Regions from separate parts of the Sus scrofa genome. Here region 1 is linked to region 2. A link is a contact called in public HiChIP or PLAC-seq data. All regions are on one chromosome and are shown on one strand. Each heading gives the region's core, a stretch centred on a gene start, on an enhancer-like site or on the middle of the called end of the contact. The rest is flanking DNA. Distances are from core to core; before and after follow the strand shown. Region 1 overlaps LOC110255830 (a long non-coding RNA gene). Region 2 has its middle 160 kb from the start of KCTD12.

Region 1 (3,540 bases), core at 316-2,815, 130 kb before region 2:
TGAGGCCAGTGATTGAAACTGCATCCTCATGGGTGCTAGTCAGATTCATTTCCACTGAGCCACTATGGGAACTCCTTTTTGTACTTTTAAGACAGCTTTATTGGGATATAATTGATATTCAAAAAGCTGGACATATTTAATGTATAAAATTTGGTGATTTTAGAGATATGCATATACCTGTGAAACCATCACTGTAATAAAGGCAATAAAATATCCATTACCTCTAAGTTTCTTCCTGCTCCCCCTTCCTTTTTTTTTTTTTTTTTTTTTGTGGTTAAGAACACCTAGCATGAGATCAATCCTCTTCACAAATTTTTAAGTGTATAATATTGAATCGTTAATGATAGGCACTCTGTTTAATAGTAGGTCTCATAAACAGATCCTCAACCTCAACCTCTCTTCTCTCCTCCCCTTCTTCTCTTTCAAACCCTTCTCTTTTCCAGGGATCTCAGTGGTCTTATTCATCAGCACATTCCCAAAGCATAGAAAATGGAACAGGATCTGGCTCGGAGTAGTCCTTCAATAAATATTGGTGTAAACTTGAAATAAATACGTATAGATAAAAACATCCAGGTAGAGGAGAGAAAGCTCAAAGAGAAAGTAAATGGAGTAAAAACAGGAGGTTAGAGGTGAACCTTTCCAGAACACTAACCAGCAGGAGGTGGTAGAATTTGGAAGAGGGCCTGTAGAGTAGGCAGGATACGGAAGGAAGGTCAGGAGAGTATATCAGCCTCAACTAGGTTATCTTTTTTTTTTTTTTTTGTCTTTCTGTCTTTTCTAGTGCCACACCCACGGCATGTGGAGGTTCCCAGGCTAGGGGTCAAATTGGAGCGAGCTGTAGCCACCAGCCTACGCCAGAGCCACAGCAATGCGGGATCCGAGCCGCGTCTGCGACCTACACCACAGCTCAGGGCAACGCCGGATCGTTAACCCACTGAGCGAGGCCAGGGATCGAACCCGCAACCTCATGGTTCCTAGTCGGATTCATTAACCACTGAGCCACGGCGGGAACTCCTCAACTAGGTTATCTTCAGCTGCAGGAACTGAACATCTAGCTGAATGGCTTAGAGAAGAGTGGCTTCTTATCTCACATAGTAGTCTGGAGCTAGGTAGTTCCAGGGTTGATTACTTCAGTATTTCTTTGATGTCCAGGCTCTGCATTAGCAGCTAGTGATTCTTCTGGTTTTCCTTTTATGGTCTCAAAATGGCTGTCACAGGGCCAAATGTCAAAAACTGACTTTAAAGACAGGACTCGTACATCAGGAGGAACTTATCCTCAGGGCCTCTTGACCAATACCGAGTCCTAAGCCTGAGTCCTAAGCTAATTACAACAAAGGGAAATGAGATTTCCTTGACGGGTCTAGCTCAATATGGTTCATGTCCTGGGGCTGGGGTAGGAGGTTACTTCCTCAGAGGGTGCTGCTGCCCGCGCCTAATGCAGCTGGCAGCATGCTGGCCAGGAAGCAGGTGTATATACATGTGAATGTGGGGTAATGTCTGCTGGGGAGACAACCACCAGTGTGTCTGTCATAGGATTCAAGGAAAGAGATGTTCGAGGAGGAAGTCAGTTGCCTCATTTGTGACCGAAGGGTCATTCGTGACTGAGAGGTCATTCAACTACAGGACAAGGACTGAATGTGACTTGGATTTGACAACAAAGGGAACATTGCTGGTGGTGGTGAGAGCAATTGCTGTGGAGCTGGGGGAGGGAACTAGGGGAAAGGGACCAGGTTATGGTGAGTTAAAGAGTAAATGGGGCACAGGGAACTCTATTCAATATCCTGTCTCAATCCATAATGGAAAACTATGAAAAAGAGTATGGTGAGTTAAAGAGTAAATGGGGCACAGGGAACTCTATTCAATATCCTGTCTCAATCCATAATGGAAAACTATGAAAAAGAGTATGTGTGTGTGTATGTATATATATATATACATATATATATATAACTGGCTCACTGTGCTGTACAGTAGAAATTAACCCAACATTGTAAATCAACTATACTTCAATAAAGTAAGTTAAAAACAAATAGAAAAAGAGTACACCCCTGTACAAGAGAGTAGAGGTAGGGAGAGAAAGCAAATTGCACGAGGGTCTTGGTTAGGTGAGAGTGGGAAGAAACGGAGCTGGCCCGGGTCGCTGTCCTTTCCTGGCTGGAAACCCTAGTCATTGTGCTCCCCAGCCAGGACCGTGTTGGCTGTGATGTTCCCTGCCTGCCTATTGCAGAACTTTTGGAATACTCCCCAGATCTGATGTTCATTTATTATTGATCCTAGTTCCTTTTCTTTGACCCTTCTTAGTGCTAACCAACATTTTCTTCATCAGATGTGGCAATAAGAAGTACATATATGCTTTTGTTTAATTTAGACCTGACACTTTTCTGATTGTAAAAATGATATGTACTCATCATAAAAAATAAAAAAAATAAGATGCAGAAGGAAAAATAACAAATATATAACCCTAATCCACGGAGATCATCAGAGACAATATAGTGCTGTGTTTTTTAGCTCACCACATTCACATTTGTATTGATTTTTTTTAAATTGCATATCAAATCTATTTTTTAATTGTTCACAAATTAAAATAGTCACTTCTTGAAGACTACAGTGCTACAGTATTATATGTAAAAATGGTATAATTACTGAATAAAACAGTCAATTATACTTATTTCATTTGGTATCTTTTGTCCTGTCTCAGCAGTGGTCCACACTCAGGTTTATTGTAATGATTATTGTGTGGATACAAGGGTAGTAATGACTATTCTGATACTGACATCTTGAACTGCTTACAGAATTTAATTTAAAAAAGCTATTAATAGTGGGAAATACTGGCTCTATCAGGACATTTCTATGATAAGATTTGTAATTAATAACTTCCTTTGGTTCTTAAAAACAATGATCAAAGTCAGTTGAAACCTATACATTTTTTTGAAATTTTATTTTTTTTTTACAGATTAAAATACATATATTTAAACACAATTACATTCACACAGATTATATCATGGATCTTAAGGAAGAGATTAAGTGACTCCCTCTGGAGAGGTGGAATGGAAAATATGCTGAGACAAATGGGAAATTTATTCTATACTTTATCCCATTTTGTATGGCTTTCATCTTTACTATTTAGTATTATCTATTACATTTCAATTTTTCTTTAAAAATTAGCATTATATTAAAATTGTGTACATTACGCAACTAAAATTTATAAAGAAGAAAGCCTTATATACCATTAAATATTTTATATAGCATAATAGAAAGAATAACTTAACTGGTAAGAATAACAAAAATAATATACCCTCTGAAAATAAGTAAAATATAAAATGCATAAATTGGTTAAAAAACAGTGTAACTGTATAAATATGTCCTCACAATTTGTTACATCTTATTGATTCTTCAATATAGGCATTACACCATTCTAGGTGATGTGATAAACAAGACATTATAGACCTTACATTGTACCATGGAGAGAAATGGTTATTAATAATACAATTGTAGAACTGTATTATTTAATTATACAGTGGCATTATTTAATTATAATTATCA
Region 2 (3,630 bases), core at 369-2,868:
CCAACTTTCCCAGGCCACAGGGGTTTCTGAATACAGGCTAGAGCATCCTCTGGGACTCAGGGATGCACCCAGTTAAGGGTGCTGCACACCACCAATGGCCTACACTCCAGAACTACAGGTTCTTTTTAGGATGTCCCTTCCAAATTCAACTTCTTGTTTTGAATTAATTTTAGTTTTACAGAAAAGTTGCAAAGATAGTAGGGTTCCCATATGTGCTTCACCTAACTTCTCCTCTTGTTGACATAACCATGATGATGTTTTCAGAGCTAGGTAATTAATATTACTCTTTTTTTTTTTTTTTTTTGTCTTTTTGCCATTTCTTGGGCCGCTCCTGCAGCATATGGGAGGTTCCCAGGCTAGGGGTCTAATCGGAGCTGTAGCCGCCAGCCTACGCCAGAGCCACAGCAACGCGGGATCTGAGCCGCGTCTGCAACCTACACCACAGCTCACGGCAACGCCGGATCGTTAACCCACTGAGCAAGGGCAGGGATCGAACCCGCAACCTCATGGTTCCTAGTCAGATTCGTTAACCACTGCGCCACGACGGGAACTCCCAAGAATTTTTTTTTTTTTTTTTTTTTTGTCTTTTGTCTTTTTAGGGCCACACCCGGGGCATATGGTAATTCCCAGGCTAGTGGTCTAATCAGAGCTGTTACTGCTGGCCCACAACACAGCTCACGGCGATGCGGGATCCTTAACCCTTTGAGCGAGGCCAGGGATTGAACCCGCAACCTCATGGTTCCTAGTCGGATTTGTTTCCGCTGAGCCACAATGGGAACTCCTAATATTACTCTTAACTAAAATACAGCCTTTGTTCAGATTTCAGCAGTTTTAGCAGTTTTCTCGCTAATATGTTTTTTTTTTTTTTCCTTCCAGGATATTGCATTGCCTTTAACCAAGTTCTTTTGATTTACTCACAGAACTAATTCTTTTATACCAAATGCTGGTGGGTGTGGTAGATCAGTTGTCCTAATGGCCCTTGTTTATTACCCCTCCCTGTGACCATGCTCCTTGGGATGTGAAATTTTAGCATCTCCTATAAAGAAGTGCTCTACCTCCCCACTCTTGAGTCTGGGCTGACCTTGTGACTTGCTTTGAACAATAAAATGCAGAAGAGGAGTTTCCCCATGGTGTAATGGGATTGGCAGTGTCTTAGGAGTGCTGGGACACAGGTTTGATCCCTGGCCTGGTGCAGCGAGTTAAGGGTCTAGCATTGCTGCAGCTATGGCTTAGGTCTAGACTGTGGCTCAAATCTGATATCTGGCCTGGGAATTCCATATGCCTAGGGGCAGCCAAAAAAGAAAAAAAAAATGCAGAAGAGATGAAGATATGCCCATTCTGAGCCTGGGTCCCAAGAGGCCTTGGGTGCTACTGCTCCCTTTCTTGGACCCCAGCCTCCTTCATGAGCACAAGGCTGGACTAGGCTGCTGAATTGAGCAGCTATATGAATGACAGAGGAGCTGTCCCAACAGAATAATGATGCCATGCTAGACAGCCAGGTCCCTGCTGCCTGCCATCCCACAAGTGAGTCCTGCCAAGATCAGCTAAGCCTATCCCAGAGCAGCAAGATTACCTTATATAAGGCCTGTAGACGTGTGAGCAAAGTAAGTCTTTATGACTGAGCTGCTGAGGGTTTGTGGTTGTACTTATGCAACAGTGTTGTGGCGAGAGAACACTGATACAGCTGAGTCCAGATGGTGGCCCAAGTTTCACCGGCACCAAGTTGAGTTACATTTGCTGAATTTTTCCTATTGTTGGTCTTGGGACTGGTCTTAGACTTTTGTAACCAGGCTTAGTGAACACTTCTTTATAGGATCCCTCTCTCTCGATCTGAGTGGATTTGAGTAGAAAATGCAAATGTGAAAAAATACTTCCCTTGTTACACTAGAGAACCCCAGTGTCATGGGCTTGTCCATTCTGACTGAAGTTATGGTCACTACAACATGTCCCTGGATTTCTTTCCATCTAATTCCAAGGATAGCAAATCTCCCTATACTTGTTCTAGATTTTTCTGCTTTGGATATTTCCCAAATAAACTGTCTGTGTTGGCAGGGTTTTCTGCTGACTACAGTGGGTACAAGTCTGAAATTTAAATTTGATGTCTTCAGGCATCTTAGATTAAAAAAAATGTTCCCCCTCTCCCAAGGTAGACAAAAAAATGCTCTCAAAACTGCGGGGTGCTGCTCTGAAGCAAAACCAGTAACAAAGGGGACATTCTATCATCTCATATAATGCCCATTAGACAACTTCACTTTCTCAGCCTTGGAGCCCAGTTCTGGTTCCCCCGGAGAAGGGTCTGTTTTTCTCCCTTACAAGATCTCTGTCTTTTCCATTCTCTTGGATTCCTCCAACTTCCTACTGGGATGGTGGCAGTTTTCCCAGGATTACAAAGATGCAGGCAGCAGCCCCAAGCTTTTTGTCCTCCCTCCAGAGCATATCTTACCCCTGACTCCCATGCAGGGTGGAGTTTCAATATCTTGTGGATGGGAAAGCAAGAGAGCAACTTGTTTCTGAGCTCCCGTCAGCAGCCATTGCCTGGACGCATCAGAAAAGGACTGGGATCTAGAGGTCCAGATCCCTCTCATAGGCTTGCAGCCACTTCTCCTGTTTGTGGTCCTCCACCCAACTTTTTCAGTCAGCTATGCTCCCCAGTGAGAATCTCTCTGGATTTTGAAATGAAGTGAGTTGCTTCATTAACTTACTCCTCCCTCTCTCCCAGCTAACTGGGGCACTTACTCAACTTTTGGTCCCTTCAACACTTTTCATCTTCCAAAAATGTGTTGTTGTGTTGTTGTTGTTTTTCATTTTGAAAGTTTGAAGTATAGTTGACTTACAATGTTATGACAATTTTTGCTGTACAACACAGTGACTCAGTTATACATACACACACATCTATTCCTTTTTGGATTCTTTTTTCATATAGGTTGTCACAGCCAAAAATGTGTTGACACCTCTTTTCCACTGCTATATCCTTTTACATTCCCCTGGTCCTTGTGAATTTATATCTTTTTTTTTAATGCATTGTTAATTCTTACTAAATTTGGAAAGCACACAGATGCTTGACATTAATTTTCCTGCCTTTTATGCCTAAACTATTTATAATGTAGAAACACAATTAAGACATTATTTACTATCATACCCATAAAGTTAATGATAAAAATGACACACATCAATATGAGAAATATTGAATAAATATAATAAATCTTATTAAAAATAAAATGAAAATACACACCCAGATGTAATTTGTATAAAACTTGATGCTACAGGGGTGTGTTTATATTACCTTGACTTGATTTTTTCACTCTTATTTTAGGGAGGCTTTGTAAAAGTTACATCACATTCCATCTGCTATGTCTAGCCTGAAGTCTTCAGACTTTTTAGATTTTTATGAACATCTATAAATTTTTTGTGCTCTAGCTCAATAATTGTCTTCTACAGGAATCTTGTCTTGCTTTTTTAAAAAGTCACATAATAAATTATCTTAAAAGAAGAAAGGGTTGGAACTAGAGAGTTTGGAATTTTAAAGCAAAATTATTTTTTACCTCTCAGGATTTGAGTAACTCTTTCAGTTATAAGAATAGCAACAAAACATAAACATTGCTGGGCACATCCAGCATTTGATTATATATA

What was found. HiChIP or PLAC-seq counts read pairs in DNA pulled down with a chosen protein or histone mark.
Region 1: a contact with region 2 is called in an H3K27ac HiChIP or PLAC-seq map of alveolar macrophages. The contact joins two enhancer-like sites. A contact is called at or near these places in 2 of 2 datasets of contacts at active chromatin or transcription factors (alveolar macrophages and skeletal muscle).

Annotation. Positions count from the first base shown.
Region 1 is chr11:49,005,501-49,009,040 of Sscrofa11.1, reverse strand. All of the region lies in intron 3 of LOC110255830 (a long non-coding RNA gene), which reads left to right. Among named protein-coding and RNA genes, the nearest start is that of KCTD12, 26 kb to the left of the region's middle. Within about 2 kb of position 1,565, at least 3 of the 83 cell types and tissues checked have an H3K27ac peak or open chromatin away from gene starts, as enhancers often do. A contact at or near this core is called in alveolar macrophages, where this site is marked.
Region 2 is chr11:48,870,804-48,874,433 of Sscrofa11.1, reverse strand. No RefSeq gene overlaps it. Among named protein-coding and RNA genes, the nearest start is that of KCTD12, 160 kb to the left of the region's middle. Within about 2 kb of position 1,618, at least 9 of the 83 cell types and tissues checked have an H3K27ac peak or open chromatin away from gene starts, as enhancers often do. A contact at or near this core is called in alveolar macrophages, where this site is marked.